2 separate regions of the Mus musculus genome follow, and region 1 is linked to region 2. A link is a contact called in public HiChIP or PLAC-seq data. All regions are on one chromosome and are shown on one strand. Each heading gives the region's core, a stretch centred on a gene start, on an enhancer-like site or on the middle of the called end of the contact. The rest is flanking DNA. Distances are from core to core; before and after follow the strand shown. Region 1 holds the start of Tbc1d9b (TBC1 domain family, member 9B). Region 2 holds the start of Zfp62 (zinc finger protein 62).

The links. HiChIP or PLAC-seq counts read pairs in DNA pulled down with a chosen protein or histone mark.
Region 1: a contact with region 2 is called in an H3K27ac HiChIP or PLAC-seq map of extraembryonic endoderm stem cells, with 4 times the contacts expected there. The contact joins the promoter of Tbc1d9b here to the promoter of Zfp62 in region 2. A contact is called at or near these places in 1 of 39 promoter capture datasets (the C10 cell line) and 1 of 115 datasets of contacts at active chromatin or transcription factors (extraembryonic endoderm stem cells).

The regions. Positions count from the first base shown.
Region 1 is chr11:50,130,058-50,133,199 of GRCm38.p6, reverse strand. Tbc1d9b (TBC1 domain family, member 9B) reads right to left here and starts at 1,840. Exons shown (of 22, transcript NM_001290760.1): 1 at 1,644-1,840. The coding sequence starts at 1,761.
Region 2 is chr11:49,201,215-49,204,657 of GRCm38.p6, reverse strand. Zfp62 (zinc finger protein 62) reads right to left here and starts at 1,366. Exons shown (of 4, transcript NM_009562.3): 1 at 1,120-1,366.

The DNA of each region.
Region 1 (3,142 bases), core at 591-3,090, 930 kb before region 2:
CTCACTCTATAGACCAGACTGGCCTCAAACTCAAGAGATCCACTTGCCTCTGCCTCCCAAGCACCACCACGGCTGACTTAATTCATTTTTTTTTTTTTTCGAGACAGGGTTTCTCTGTATAGCCCTGGCTGTCCTGGAACTCACTCTGTAGACCAGGCTGGCCTCGAACTCAAGAAATCTGCCTGCCTCTGCCTCCCAAGTGCTGAGAGTAAAGGCATGAGCTACCACTGCCCAGATCATTATGTGTTTACATGTATATCTGTGCACATGTTTGTGTCTGGTGGCCATGGATGCCTGAAGAGGGTATTGGGTTCTCTATAACCAAAGTTACAGATGGTTGTGAGCCACCATATGGGTGCTGGGATTTGAACCTTGGTTTTGCAGCCCTTGAGCCCACTTCTCCAGGCCAGGCTGGTCAGTTTTGAAAAGAGGCTCGAAGGAACCTGCGTTCCTGATGAATCTCTTAGGTATACAGTGCTCAGGAGGCTGTGATGGCCCAATGGCCATGGCAGGCTGCACAAACCTGGCTCAATGTGATTTGGAATTCACAGAATGGCTGGCACCGTAGTCTGGACGCTCAGCCTTGAGAGGCGGGAGGCGGTTGGACACAGATGAATGCTAGAACAAAAGGGACTTGTCCCACGGTGCCCTGTGTTCCTCAGTGGCCTTATGGTAGCTTCCAAGGTTGATCACTGGGCTGTTCAAGAGGGCTGCTACCTAACTCTCAATAAACATTGGGTCCTGGAGCCAGGCCTAGCATCAACTCCAGTCATCTCTTGGCCCTCCGGGAAGGAGCCTGATTGTGGAAGGGAACATTGAGTTTTCTTGGAAAAGGTACAGTCCCTTCCACATTAAGAAGTGTAGCTCATGAGATGCTGGCAGCTGATGTCACCTAGGTGAGGCCACCAACTGCATCTGCAGGACTGTCAGCTGCCACCCTGCAAAACCAGGGCATTCACAGAAAATTCACTTTCCATATTGAAAGATCTGGCACCCAGAAGGGTCCACGTACAGGGGTCTGCTGCAGGGCCGGATCTGGAGTACTTGACAAGCCCTGGGACACACGGGGCTTCCAACAAGTCCTGCTGAATAGATTCCCACAATGCCACATGTCACACAAAGTCAGAGGCTCCCACTCCAGCTGCTTCTGTGTGAGTGGTAGTGCTCAGATACCCGAGAGGCACCCGGGGTAGCTCTGAGGGACACTTCATATATACCGATAAATATGCAAAAACAAGCTTTGAATTGGGAGCTCTGACGGCATCAAGTGAGGAGAGACCGGAGGAAGGGGAGGTCAGGGCATCTTTGGTCTTCGCCAAGAGGCAACTCTTCAGTGAACTAGGAGTAAAGAGGGCAAAAGGAAACGTGTGCTTATGCCACTTGGTCCCTCAGAGGCAGCTGGAGAAACTGAGGCAGAGGGCGAGCTGGGGAACCCTGCTGGCTTCTGGTTGCTATGTGACTTTACAGGACTGTGCACACGTCCCGGCGGAGGCCACTGGTGTCCTTCCCCTGCTGCCTGTCCCGGGATCGTCCTCCCCACCCGCCTTCCGACCCCCCTGTGCCGCTGCGCGTGCCCGCGGGTCGCGTCCTGCTGCCCCGCCAGGCCCGGTGCGCACAGGCCCGGCCGCCCGCGCCCCGCTCACCCGTGAGGCCTCCGCCCTTGCCGTGGCCTCGGCGCCGCTGCAGCACGAAGAAGGGGTTGGCCCGCTCCGTCACCCATAGCGCGTTAGCCACCAGCACCTCCTCGGGCCCGAGCCACATCCCGCGGCCGCTCGCACCGGGCCAGAGCCCGTGAGGCGGAAGCGCGCGCCGCCGTCGCCGCGCCCGAGCCGAGCCGAGAGGAGCCGAGAGGCTGGGGCGGGGTCGAGACGTCGGCCCGAAGGTTGGCTCCCCCTAGCGGCCGCGCTGGCTCACAGCGTCGCCCTCCTCGACCTCTCCTGGCCTGGCAGTCCCCTCCAGCCCTGCTGCCGCTGTCCAGTTTGGAGGGGATCGCATGCTCTCTGCCTACTGTGCAGCCCAGGCGAGTTAATGTGGCAAAAAGCGTCTGGAGAAGGGTACAGCAGCGCCTGGTCAGCCTCGGGATTTTGACTCAAGTCTAAGGTTGGGATCCTCAAGAGCCCAGTTGTCAGGAAGCGCAGCTGGTGCCCTTTGAAATAAGTGCGCTCACCCCATCTGACAGATGGATTGGGGTGGCCTTGAGGCTGAGGTCACAGATGAGCACTTAATTTTTTTCATAAGCGTACAGCAGTATGATCTAGGGGCGCAGTGCCCTGCTCTTACCTCTCCTGGCCTGAAGGCGGCAGTCTCTGACAGTACAAATTCACCTTCAGATCCCAGCCCAGGGCTTCTGCCACTGAACCATGAAGCAAAACTAGCTACTGCGGGCTCTGTGAACTAGAGCCCGGTTAAACAATTAGGAACAAGATAGTTTCTGACTCAAAGGTGCAAATGACTCCGCCTGGACAAAAGGGGCGGACCATATTTATTTTGGTAAAGGCTAGGGAGACAGCTGTATGAGCTGTCCCCATGTCACCTGGACATGGCAGGAGGGTAAAAGGAAGGAGAGATAAATTCATTCTGGGAGGTTTGAGCAGATGTAATGGGTGACAGCCAGAGTGAGCCACAACCTTCTGAAACGCGGCTTGTGACTCAGCTTTCAAGACATGGCTTTCCTTACAACTTTGAAGTACAATATACTCCGGTTATCCTGACAGAGTACACAGCAACCAGTCAGTCTGGCTGTCCATCATCTTACTCCATGAGGGAGTGAGTATGATATCCATGTATGAAACATAACTAAACTCATCATCTCTCAGATACTGGATTCTCAGCCCATTGTATTAATGTGTCCTGATAGTAAGTCCTCAATGAGGACTTTGGACGCGCAGACGAATGCTGCTGTGCTCTCTGGAGAAGTCTACCCTCAAGATTTCGGAAGTAAGCCAGGCATGGTGGTAGACACCTTTACCCCAGGACTTGGGAGGCAGAGGCAGGTATATCTCTGTGAAGTTGAGACCAGCATGGTTTACCTAGCAAGTTCTAGACCAAAAATAATTTAGAAGTAGTGGACTGAGGGATGGCTCAGCAAAAGATGGAGATTGGGGGGGGGGGGGTTACAGCTCCAGGGGATCTGATACTCTCT
Region 2 (3,443 bases), core at 117-2,616:
AAAACAAACAACCCACCCGTTTCCGTATGAGTTCTGTAAAACAGATTCAGTAAAAGAAACAGAGAAGCAGGACTTATTATGCTACCACCTGTCTGAATAAAAGAGGAACGACTTATATATTTGCTAGTATTTAAATGAAGAAGTCCTTAAAGTCTACTCAACATCTTAACAAAAGTGTTTACCTTTTAAGGTAGGGCCCAGAACAACCTTTGAGAACAGTAAAAGAAAATCTTGTTTTCATATTTTGCATTAAATTTTTGTTTTTTAAAAATCTTTGTATTTTAATGCCTTGGACACGTGAGCATTACGTATTCAAACACACACACACACACACACACACACACACACCCCAGACAAAAGCGCACACACACACACACACACACACACACACCCCAGACAGACAAAAGCTTCAGGCGTACACAAACGGTCTTGGCCATCTAGACTAACCATCTTAAGATAACACACTAGCCGCGGCTCTCTCCACCTGACCTTTCTTTCTTTCACACCGCTGCCCCAGGACTTCCCCAAGCGATCACTTGGGTTCAAGTGCCTTCGCTGGCTTTTCCCTAGGCCAACACTTTCTCAGTTTGCGGTGGGGTGGGGGTGGGGTAGGGCAGATGGCGGCCTCCGGTTGCACCCACTGCTCTACAGATGAGTTTCTCCTAGGAGAGGGCCAGGAAGTGGAGAACGGTCTGCTTCCAGAGCCGCAAGTGTCTCTCAACACCTCTCCCCCACCAAAATGACGGGAAGAGGTGACCGAATCAGGTCATCTCCAAGTCTCAGAAACAAACTTAACCGCAATCAGGGCAAATTTTTAGGCGCTAATAATCGGGATTCTCCTCTTTCTAAGCCCGAAACGGCCATGACAGTCAAGGAACACCGGGGCGGACTCTGGCCCTTCCTCGGCCCAGGGCCTGCTCCGATGGCAGCCTGCCCGCGCGCCGGGCCCGAACCAGGGCTCTTCCTTCCCCTTCACTCCTAGAGGACGCTCCCCAGGGCGTGTGGAAAGTCACGCTCTCCCTCCCCCACTAGGACCCGCCCGGGACCGGAGGGCAGAGAAGGGAAGGGCGTGGCGGGCCGGGGAGAGGCGGGAGCGTCGGCAGCCCGGGACTCACGTACTGGCTGTGGCGGCACCGCGGGAGCCCGGCCGCCGGCGGGACAAAAGCGCGGACTGCCTGGCCGGAAAGACCCGAGCCGCAGGGGCACTTCCGAGGCCGCTCTGGGAAGCTGGAGGACTGACTCGATGGTCGGGCTCTGATCGCGCACGTGACCCGCAGTTTGTGGGTGCTCTGCTGGCCTCCTAATCCCGGCTGGTCTGCCCGGAGAGGAAGGGGGTTCTAGTTGTCTTGGACTTTTATTGCAATTCCGGGGTGCATTGGGGGCGGGTATAATCAAGTGGTGTGGTAAAATAGATACTTCACTTCCTGCTTGTGAAGCTGAGCTCATAGTTAACAAGCGAGGCTGGGGAGAGTCTTAGGAGGGAGGGCTGGGCTCCTGGGAGAAAGCGGAATATGGGGGTCCCATACCCCTTATTTCTAAAAGACCCTCCTCTCCCAAAGCCAAGACCCTCAACAAAGCTCAAATTTCCAGGAAGCCTGCTATTCGGAGACTGCAGAAGAAAAGTAACTGTCTCTCTCCCGGATACCAGCAGCTTCGTGTTTGTTTTCCAATGAGGACAAGCGACAGAGGTGAATATTTACTTACCAAAGCAGACCTGGCTCCATGTTGGGAACAGCATCTGTCCCAACCAGGCATACCCTGATCTCAACTTCCCAGCCCAGGGGCTGAGCTGCCCTTTCCCCCAGAGGTTCCTCCCTATATAATCTAGAAGTTTTGGTCACTCTTGCTTGCTCTTTTTCTCTTCCTTTATCTGAGTGCACCCCCCCCCCCCCCATGGGGACTTTCCTGGCCTCAGTCCTCGGAGCTAGTGAACTCGCCCACAGGAGAGCAGCTTCTCCGTAAACCTGCCTTTAATCTAATCTAACTTGAATTGGCTCCTTTCCGTGGTGGCAGAGAAATAACCTATCACAGCTACCTTCCCCGTTCTGCCTCTAACAAAATCCCCCTCACCCTCCCCCACCCGTAACTACAAAACTCCAGTTTAAAGCCTGTAATCTGCACCAGTCTACTCCTGTTTTTTATATCTTTGTAGGCAAGCCCTAACTCACCTTAATGACTTGGAAATGTAGAAGGAATGGCAATTTGAGTGTAGTAGTATCTCGACTGCATTTGGGCACTAAGGTCTATGCATCTCTAAGGTGGTCAGGGCAAGTGGAAAGTCTGCGGTAATGTCCAGCAGAGTAGGAAAACAGTGAAGCCCAAGATGGAGCAGGGTCCTAGGTCCTTGTCAGGCCAGCAAGCAGCAAGTTATGGAGAAGAACATGGACAAGTTAGGGGTTGTTGGGGGATTCTTCTACAACCCAAACAGTAGCTGAGACACAGCTACAAGTGCTTCAAATGTGACCAGTGCCACTGAAGACCAAGTGTCTAATTACATTTCATTGAAATAGCCACATGAGTGCTAGGATCCCACTTACTGGATAGCACAACTCTGGGAAGAGCTTTGGGCACTTCTTTGAGGCCTCTAGAAGAGTCCATAGTCTAAATTAAAGGCTATCACATTAGGCTGGCCTGCTCACATTCCAAGATTTTGGATTTTTGTTTGTTTGTTTTTCCTTTTAGATAATTAAGTATAAAAATAATTATATCTGGATTGGGACACTTTTATTTAGTAAAGGATAGCAAAGGATCATAAAGCCTAAATAAATCATCTTGATTAGGTAACGTTTATTGTGGACAATGTTTTTATTTTCCACCATGGTTTTTGTTATTCAGGCAATTTTTTTTTTGGCCTTGTATTCACACACACACACACACACACACACACACACACACAGAGAGAGAGAGAGAGAGAGAGAGAGAGACATAGACACAGACAGACACATAGACACAGACACACACACACACAAACACAGACATTCACGTGGACACACAAACACACAGAGACACACACAGAGTCCTTTTTTTAGCACTTGTCCTTTGGAACAGCTACCAAGACTGTCTACCTGTTGTATAGCTACTATGTACATTTGGTGGCTAATAAACACATGCAATATGGCTAGTATGAACTAAGATATATTATAAATGTAAAATTGGCACTGGATATCCAAGCTAAGAAAAAAAAAGAATAAAAACAGAATAGTTACCTAGTGATAACCACCATTTATATAAGATCCCACACACTTTTTTTTTTTTTGAACAAATTCTTACTCTGTAATTCTGGCTGGCCTCAAACTCACTATGTAGATCAAGCTGGCCTTGAATTTACAGAGATCTGCCTGTCTGTATGCTACCACACACAGACTTCCTTCCTTTTTCTACCACCAGTTGAATGGATTTTTTCTTTTTTAGAGTGTTGCAATCATGCTACCTATGCACTTTTT